Linked DNA regions of Oryctolagus cuniculus: region 1 is linked to region 2. The links are chromatin contacts, called in public Hi-C maps. All regions are on one chromosome and are shown on one strand. The core of a region is the stretch at or near the end of the contact, and the rest is flanking DNA. Distances in the headings are between cores, read along the strand shown. Region 1 overlaps PLD1 (phospholipase D1). Region 2 has its middle 8.8 kb from the start of TMEM212.

What was found. Hi-C and Micro-C count contacts between places; a contact is called where the count stands out from the background.
Region 1: a contact with region 2 is called in a Hi-C map of psoas muscle, with 4 times the contacts expected there. The contact joins two enhancer-like sites. A contact is called at or near these places in 3 of 6 Hi-C or Micro-C datasets (ear pinna, psoas muscle and an unstated tissue).

Annotation. Positions count from the first base shown.
Region 1 is chr4:108,643,143-108,647,751 of mOryCun1.1, forward strand. All of the region lies in intron 22 of PLD1 (phospholipase D1), which reads left to right. Among named protein-coding and RNA genes, the nearest start is that of TNIK, 190 kb to the right of the region's middle. Within about 2 kb of position 3,244, at least 2 of the 8 cell types and tissues checked have an H3K27ac peak or open chromatin away from gene starts, as enhancers often do.
Region 2 is chr4:108,409,033-108,413,616 of mOryCun1.1, forward strand. No RefSeq gene overlaps it. Among named protein-coding and RNA genes, the nearest start is that of TMEM212, 8.8 kb to the left of the region's middle. Within about 2 kb of position 3,244, at least 2 of the 8 cell types and tissues checked have an H3K27ac peak or open chromatin away from gene starts, as enhancers often do.

The sequences.
Region 1 (4,609 bases), core at 1,994-4,493, 230 kb after region 2:
CTTGCTTTGAAGACCGTAAACAATTTTGCACTTGTGGGACTCGGGTTCTCGCCCCAAGAGGATTGCTATCATTTGCACAACTCTAGTGATGTGAGAATGCAGTGTGGGAGAAGGGGATTAGAATCCTCAAGCCGGCGCCGCGGTTCACTAGGCTAATCCTCCGCCTAGCGGCGCCGGCACACCGGGTTCTAGTCCCAGTCGGGGCGCCGGATTCTGTCCCGGTTGCCCCTCTTCCAGGCCAGCCCTCTGCTGTGGCCCGGGAGTGCAGTGGAGGATGGCCCAGGTGCTTGGGCCCTGCACCCCATGGGAGACCAGGAAAAGCACCTGGCTCCTGGCTCCTGCCATCGGATCAGCGCGGTGCGCCGGCCGCAGCGCGCCGGCCGCGGCGGCCATTGGAGGGTGAACCAACGGCAAAGGAAGACCTTTCTCTCTGTCTCTCTCTCTCACTGTCCACTCTGCCTGTCAAAAAAAAAAAAAAAAAAAAAAAAAAAAAAAAAAAAAGAATCCTCAGTGGCTGAGAACTGATGTCTTTGTGGATTTGATCAAGGAGGCAGATGGAACACACTGCCACAGAATTGTCTCTTCATTGGCTGACATTCAACTGCAATTTATGGTTTGAAATTCCAGAACCTGTTTTTGCACAGCAGTGGAAATGTAAGTCATTTCTGCCAGTTTGCTGTACATGGTTTAAAATGTCCATCATTCAGGATATTGAAAAACTGCTGCATTGTAACATAGCAAAGGCTTTGGTATGAAGCTGAGAGAGTCTTTAAGGCATCAAAAATGTGAATATTCTGGATTCTGCAAACCAGAATTTGCAAGAATGCATTATACTGTTTATAGGACATTTATTAATGTCCTACATAAGAGATTGGCATTTTGAAGTCATTTTTGCTTTCAAAACACACAAGGATAAAATGAACCTTCTCTTACAAACAGTATACAAAGGTTTGGTGTCCAGAGTGAGCAATTTCACTTTCAAGAGTTTGCCAACATATCTGAAAAATGACTTAGGTGGATAAGCATAAATATCATAATATTTTATTTTGAATAGCAAAAAGTCTAGAAATAACTTACATGCCTTTCAGTAAAGATGTGGTTAATATTTTAAGGTGTATTTGAAATGCAGAGTGGCACAGAGGTATACACACACACACACAGAGAGAGACAGAGAGAGAGAGAGAGAAACAGGGAGGGAATAAGAATCTTCCATTCACTGGTTCACTCCCCAGATGGCCCCAACCACCAAATCTGGACCAGGCCAAAGCCATCCTGGCCTTCCACGTGGGTGACAGGGGTACTACCATCTGCTGCCTTTCCAGGCACGTTAGCAGAATGTGGCATCAGAAGCGGAGGAGCTGCGAGTCTTAACTGGCACTCTGTTATGGGGTGTTGGCATCACAAGTGGTACTTAACTCACTGAGCCACAGTGCCTGTCCCAAAGAGCTTGTTTACATGTGAAGATACAGATCCATGATAGAATGCTGTGTCCCTGTTGTTAAAAAATGAGTCACTCTTTATGTTCTGATGTGAAAGGATTTCCAGGATTTACTGTTAAGATAAAAAATAGCAAAAAAAAAAAAAAGATAAAAAATAGCATTCAAAAAAGTATTTGTAGATTCTAACATTGTGTAGAAGGAAAAGACACATATATATGCTTATAAATTCACAGGCTATTTGTAAAGGAACCTGGATAAAACTGGGAACGGGCTTGGCCTTGGGGATGGAGAACAGGGCCTGGGAACAGCGGAGTGAAGGAGGGTCTTTTACCACTCTCTGAGTTAGCGTCTTTTGCCTCTTAAACTTTGTACTAAGGGTGTATGTTACCTGTCAGAACGTGTAGTTGATTTGGTGGTTCCTCCAAATGCTAAACCTAGAATGACCATGTGACACAGCAATCCCAGTCCTGAGTAGAATAACTGAAACCAGGGACTCAGACAGACAGCGGATGACAGTATTATTCACAGTTGCCAGAAGGTGGGAACAACCCAAGTGCCCACCCAAGAGGGAATGTGATATATACCTACCATGGAATGTCTATAAACCATGATAAGGAAGAGAATTCTTTTTTTTTTTATTTTTTTTTATTTTTTTTTTATTTTTTTGACAGGCAGAGTGGACAGTGAGAGAGAGAGACAGAGAGAAAGGTCTTCCTTTTGCCGTTGGTTCACCCTCCAATGGCCGCCGCGGCCGGCGCGCTGTGGCCGGCGCACCGCGCTGATCCGATGGCAGGAGCCAGGAGCCAGGTGCTTTTCCTGGTCTCCCATGGGGTGCAGGGCCCAAGCACCTGGGCCATCCTCCACTGCACTCCCTGGCCACAGCAGAGGGCTGGCCTGGAAGAGGGGCAACCGGGACAGAATCCGGCGCCCCGACCGGGACTAGAACCCGGTGTGCCGGCGCCGCTAGGCGGAGGATTAGCCTAGTGAGCCGCGGCGCCGGCCCAAGGAAGAGAATTCTAACACATGCTACAACATGGATGAACCTTGAAGGTGTCGTGCTAAGTGAAATAAGAGACAAACAAAAGGACAGATACCGTAGGATTCTGCTTACATGCAAGGTCTAGAACAGGAAGTAGACTAGAGGTTACCAGTGCCTGCTGTGAGGGGAAATAGGGTCATTATCACTTGGTAGTCCTGGAGTTTCTGGTTGGGATGAAGAAAAAATTTAAGAAATATAGTTGAGATGGTTGCCCAACATTGTGAGTATAATTAATGCCACATAAAGGTACACTTAAAAGCTATGAAAATACTAATTTTATATACATTTATTTCACCACTGAAAGAATCAACAAAATTGAATTTAAAGCAAAGAGTCTTGTGCAGCTTAACCTCTTCCCTCCAGAGGCTTCCCCAGAAGGGAGCATTCTTCCTGCCGGATCCCGTTCTCCCTGAGCACCTAACACTGAGTGCGTCCTGTGTGCAAGGGTCCCATATTAGGCACTGCCAAAAATAGAAAGATATGTAGGCATGCGGCCCATGTTTCAAAGGAGCTTTGCACACAGCCTATGTGGCCCGTGTTTCAAAGGAGCTTTGTACCCAGCCTAGGCAGCAGCTGTGTGTGTCAGCAATTGAGGAAAGCAGGAAGGGGGCTGAGCAGAGGTGCAGCCATGGGCCTTGGGGGTGCACAGGCAGCAGTAACCTGATTTTGATAGGAAGATCCGGGATGGTTTGACAGAGGAAGTCCCCTTTCAGGAAGAAGTAGGATTCCTTAGAGGCTGAGAACGGATGAGCCGAGCTTCCTTGCTAAGGGCAGTCGCCTCCAGTCACGGGGAAGGGGCTCCGGAGGATCCTAGTGGAAGAAGAGTCTGTAGAGGCAGTTGAAGCTAAATGGCGTCCGTTGTTGAGTGTGTGATATAATTCATTAGACCTTCTGAATTCTGGCTGTGGGGGAGTAGCTTAGATATTCTTTCCATTCGTTTCCAACAGCCTGTTTACCATTTAGGGATATGAGCCTTCCACCCTTATCAAGCAGAGAACTTGAACAAGTTTACATTTTTTTTGTTTTCTTTCCAACTCAAACTGTGTTTGCCATCTAGTGATTAATCCGTGCCATTACAACAACCTACTTAGGCTTTGCTTCTCAGTGCCGAGCCAAGCTCACAGGCCTTCAAATTCCATTCTGTTGGCAGTCCCTTCTGCCCTGAGCTTCGCTTGCCATATGTCTGGATTCTGTACGTTGACGTTCAGAGACATGAGTAATGAAATCTGATCCCTCAGAGAGTACTAATGATAATCACATGAAAGAAAAAATGAGTTTTCGAAATTAAGTCTTATGAAAATTTCAAGAAGAACCAGACTGGATGAGTAACCAGTAGCAATATCTTCGTGTGACTCTCGACCTCTGATTTACTAGTGAGACTGGTTGACTGCAGTAGATACCACCGTCATTCCCAGGCTTTGTCTTCTTCCTGTATATCCTGTATATTGTGTAAATGGAGACAAAGACTTTAGCAGTTTTCATTCCAAATAAGTACCGCCTATTTAGACACATGTCTCCAAAGGTCTGACTTTAGGTGTGCAGTCAATATTGGAAACTATGCTTTCTTTATTTTTGTGGTAATATCATTAAGTAAAATTCCTTTTCCTTAGAAGGTTGTCATTAACCAGTTGGGAAGGTTGGCAGAGAAATACTGTGTTAAATGCTCAGGAGATTTAAAAATAAATATCAGTCACCCGGAATTCATAAAAGACCCAGGGTAACATTTTGAAGGAGATCTCACAGTTTCTAAGCAATAATATTAGACGTCTATATTGGAAAGCGCACTGTCCACTGTATCTTTGTGTCTCTGAGATCTAGACTGTGTTACCCATCAGTTGTGAACTCAGTGCCTATTTGTTACCTTTTAAGTGAGGTACTGTGGTTATAGCGTGTTATACACATAACTAATACTATAACATCTTTTCCTAACTTTGTTATAATCCATTTTCCCTCCCCACTTCCATGGCATCCAGGCAAGGCTTTTTTCAAACAAAGGATTATGCTGTAGAGATAGTGAGTACCGTTCCCACCTTCCTGCCAAGTTCAGATGAGTGATCAGGTTGTGCTTTGACAGTCTGGGTGACACAGTCTGGCCTCCAATTCGGCAACACCCCCAAGCCCTGAAACGTGA
Region 2 (4,584 bases), core at 1,994-4,493:
GGCTTATAGGGCTAGACTCAATCAAGGACATCAGAGGAATGGGGATCACGCTGAAAGGCTGGGAAGCAGGCGTTATCAGAATGCTGATTCTACCCCCAGGGATATAAAAGAAGCAACAAACAAAGGGATTTCTTGCGATTTCTGTCTTAAAAAAAGAATTATACCAGGGCTGGCACTGTGGCGTAGCAGATAAGGCTACCACCTGCAGTGCCAGCATCCCAGATGGGTGCCAGTTTGAGTCCCAGCTGCTCCACCTCCCATCTAGCTCTCTGCTCTGGCCTAGGAAAGCAGAAGAGAGGCCCAAGTCCTTGGACCTCTGCACCCGAATGGGAAACCTGGAAGAAGCTCCTGGCTCCTGACTTCAGATTGGCGCAGCTCTGGCCATTGTGGCCAACTGGGGAGTGGACCAGTGGATGGAAGACCCCACCCCCCAACCCCCTGCTTCTGCCCCTCTGTAACTCTGCCTTTCAAATAAATAAATAAATAAATAATCTTAAAAAGAGAGAGAGAGAATTAGACCAAAGGACAGGGTTAAAACCAAAACCTGGCTTTTATGCATTGATAAAATAATCCCAGAATTTCTGTGCTTTGTGTATGTGTTCTTGCCCTGGTGTGGAGATGGACTAGAAGGGTTGTCACATGCAAGAGTCCTGTACAGGAGGATGGACAGCATGGTGCAGAGCAGGACACCAGGGCTGTGTGACCTTGAGTGAGTTAAAACCTCATAATCTTGGTGTCCTTCTCAGTAAAATGTGAAGGTTGGACTGGATAATTTCTAAGACGTTCTCTATCTCTAAGATTCCACAACTTAAAATAATCCCAAAGGAACAAAAGTACCTATCTGACCAGATTAACTGTCACTAAGAAGCCTTTATCTGTTGGAATGTGACCCCCTTGAAGGGGGGATCTTGTCCCTTCTATCTGATACAAGCAGTGAGCCCAGAAGAAGTCATGCACACTGTGATTTGGCCAACTGAATTCTTGCTGGAGAGTTCACCAGTATTGCTTAAGGAGACCTTTCTGTAATCCCCATGGAACACACAAAAAAAGGCGTTAACTGGAAACAAGCATCTACCAGCTCCATCATTAGCAGCCTGGGAGCAAGCAATTGGTGACCCCAGCCCAGCTCCTGTTTGTATCATAAACTAATTAAAACTTGCTCACAAACAAAGCAGATGCTAGGATGGCCAAGGAATGAAGAAGCATAAAGCTGACTCTTCTTTCCTGCCTTCTTGGAAGGGCACAAAAAGCTGGTGTGGTTACTGTAACCACTCAGAGAGGCAACCTGGAAGATCTTCCTAAGGTGCTGCTGTGAGTTTTCATGGAGCAGAGGGCTGGAGGGGTTCAAGGTACCAAGGTACTCCATGTTTCTAAGGGAAAGCCTGAGGCACTGGCTTTCACAGTAAAACAGTCTGTGCGATTTAAGGGTCAGGATGAGCAGTGACCTCATGAATGCATTCACAAATTGAACTCACTCATTGGTTGGTTTGTTGTTCATCAAACCATCCATCTTTCCACATTGCCTAAGCATCACCTACAGGCCAGGCATTGTTCCTGGCTTTGGGATGCAGCTGTGAACAAAACAAAGTCCTTGCCTTTATAGAATTTTCACCCTAACTGGGAACACACACAGTAAACAAACCAAGATTCATGAAGAATCAAGTCAGTCAGGTGGTATTGAGGCCATGATGAACAATAAAGCAAGGCAAAGGAATGGAGAGAGAGAGAGAGAGAGAGAGAGAGAGAGAGAGAGAGAGAGAAAGGCTGAAAGGAGGGACTCTTTGCACAGTAATGCAGGGAGAGAATGAACCAGATTTTTTGGAAAACAGAGAATGGACATTTTTTTCCTGAGCAGTTAGACACTGGTTCAGAGAGATGTACCCCACCTAGTGTTGGGCAGTGTGTCGGGGCTTTCCATCGGAGCTCTCTGCCTTGCAGGAGAGATGTGTACTGAAGAGACACGTGGCTAGGCTTATCCTGGCGGTGTATACTGGCACATGACACACTGCCACATGACTGTGTTAAATAGAGGAAGACACAAGGTTACAAACAAATTCCCTGGGAGTCCAGCCAGAACTTCCTACTCTGGGGAGGAGGGTGGTAGAGCTCTGATGTTCACTTTTTTTTTTTTTTTAAAGGAAGGGCCTGCTTTATTATTGATTGACTTGACAGCGAGTGCACAAGAGCACTCTCCTGTCTGCTGATTCACTCCCCAAATACCCACAAGGCTGAGGCTGGGCCAGATTGAAGCCAGGAGCAGGAATCCCAGTTTTCCCCATGGGTGACAGGAACCCAATCACATCCCATCTTTTGCTGCCTCTAAGGGTCTGTGTTGGCAGGAAGCTGGAGTCAGGATCCAATGATGGGTATTGAACCCAGGCCCTCCAGGGTGGGACGTGGGTTATTAACCAGCATCTTCACCACTAGGCAAAATGCTTGCCACTACATGTACCTTTGTAATCCATCGGTGAGCTGACTTGTAGCTTTTTATGTTCATGATGATTTGTCTAATTTAACGCATCTTCACTTGACCTGTAGTTTTGTGCATATCTATGCTTTCAAAGGTTTTATCTACTTTGCCTTACAGCTTTCTGTACATAATATGTGCTTCCTCTATTCTGTAAATAAATAAATAAATAAAAAGGAAATAATAAATATATTAAAATTTTTGCTTGGAATTTGGCTATGCAAACTCATCCTCCTATTGCATTTTTATACAGATGATACCCTGATCTTGTCTGACAGAAGAAAACCGGTGAACTAAGTAGCTCCTTATGACACAAGGATTCCGGTAACATACTACAGACATCACCTCCTGATGGCAGATAGCTGGTATCATTTTTTGTACACAAAAGCTCACACTTTTTTCTACAACTCAGATATCCTGTCCTCATTTTTATCTTACTGTTTTTTTGGGAGGCAGGAGAGGCTAAAAGGACATCTGTGGGACTTGTGCATTACATTGTCCCTGTACTTGAGCCCTTTCATTTCTTCCTTAAAATCCATACAAAGATCATTGACACAACAGATAAAGCCGAGGCCTAGGCAAGTCCCCTTTATCTAAAGGACAAGTTCACTGAAAGGAATGTGGGAGAACGATGAAAAGTCCATAGTAGTAACCCAACTGGAGAATCGCAGAGAGAGCGAGCCAGAAAAGACCTTACAGATCAGCTAGTCTGAGTCGGCCATGCAGGGGGTGACTCCATGGTTAAAAGGCCATGAGAAAGAGCCATCCAATGGCAGTGTTTCCTACAATGTAACAAGCCTGCTGTGACCAATGCTTCTGCTATGTCTGCACTTAGCACTAGGTGTTGCTATACTGCTATTTATAGACCAGCTTTGAGCGGACAGGAGCTGAACCTCAATCTGAGCTCCATTCTGCAAATGCTGACTTTCTGCCACCCTGCTCGGCTAGTGTATTGTATACTGCTGAGAACTGGCTTCATTTAAATGGTCAGCTAGGAGTGCACTGACACAAAACCCTGGAGCAAAGTGATCAATACATGCTAGGGAAAGGCTACTCCAAAGTTAAATGTTTCAAATTGTTCTAATTCAAATATTTACTTAAACTTTGTTTTTATATGATGTGCAAAACAAGAGGGAATGATACTGTTAGCTGTGTGTTTCCTGGAACTGATTGTCTGCTACAAGGCCACAGATAAAGTTTGTTTATAGAAAAACAAAATATGGGGAAAAAAGTTGAACACTGTTCTATTTGGGGTTTAATAGTCCCACATATACTGGACGGGAGAAAGGAAAACCTTCTAGAATCTTTCTTTCCCCAAGTTAACAGGGGACGGAAATGCTTTAACCACATCTCGTGACAGATGAGTCATTACTTAGATTAGTTCCGTTGTTCAGAGTTTGAGTGGTAATACCATAGGGAGAAAGAGGTCATCCTTCAAGAAATCATTGAGAAAGAGGACAAATTTCCATTCACCCTTAAGTTTTAAAGGTTAAACATTTCAGTTCTTAAGTGTGTTTCCTTAAAGTTGGATAAATTTGGTAGAAGCTAAGCATGAAGTTACATGCCCTATGATCATCTAAGCTGTAGTTCACAATCTTTCTTTTGGAATATATGTAACAAAATAGTGTCTGGGGTATTGTTGCAAAACATGTTTTTCTTTTTTTTTTTTAGTTTTGGTTATTTGCCAGTAACTATTTAAAGGAGCAATAATGAGCCAATGATACTAGCAACAGTGCTGTGTTTTTTTGTTTTTTTTTGTTTTTTTTTTGTTTTTTTTTGCAGGAAGACAAGTGAGTGAGCCAAACCCGGTGTGGAAGCATCTTAATCTTATTACAGAGCTTCAAGTACAAGGGAAAAAACAGTTTGTGCAGAATTGGCTGCTGGACCCATAACATAAACCCTTCAATCTTGTCCTAATGAAAGGGGTTCTTCTAATTTTTATAGTTTTGGCCTCTGGCTGAAAGAACTAAGCACTTGGCCGCAGTCTGACTTTCTTGCAAAGTGTTCTTCCTAGCTCTCTCCCCAGCACAAATCTGCTTTCAGATTCTATTTCCTTGACATCCTTTGAGGATAAAACTATGTTTTGCGGTTTTTATACCCTATTCACTCAGGACATT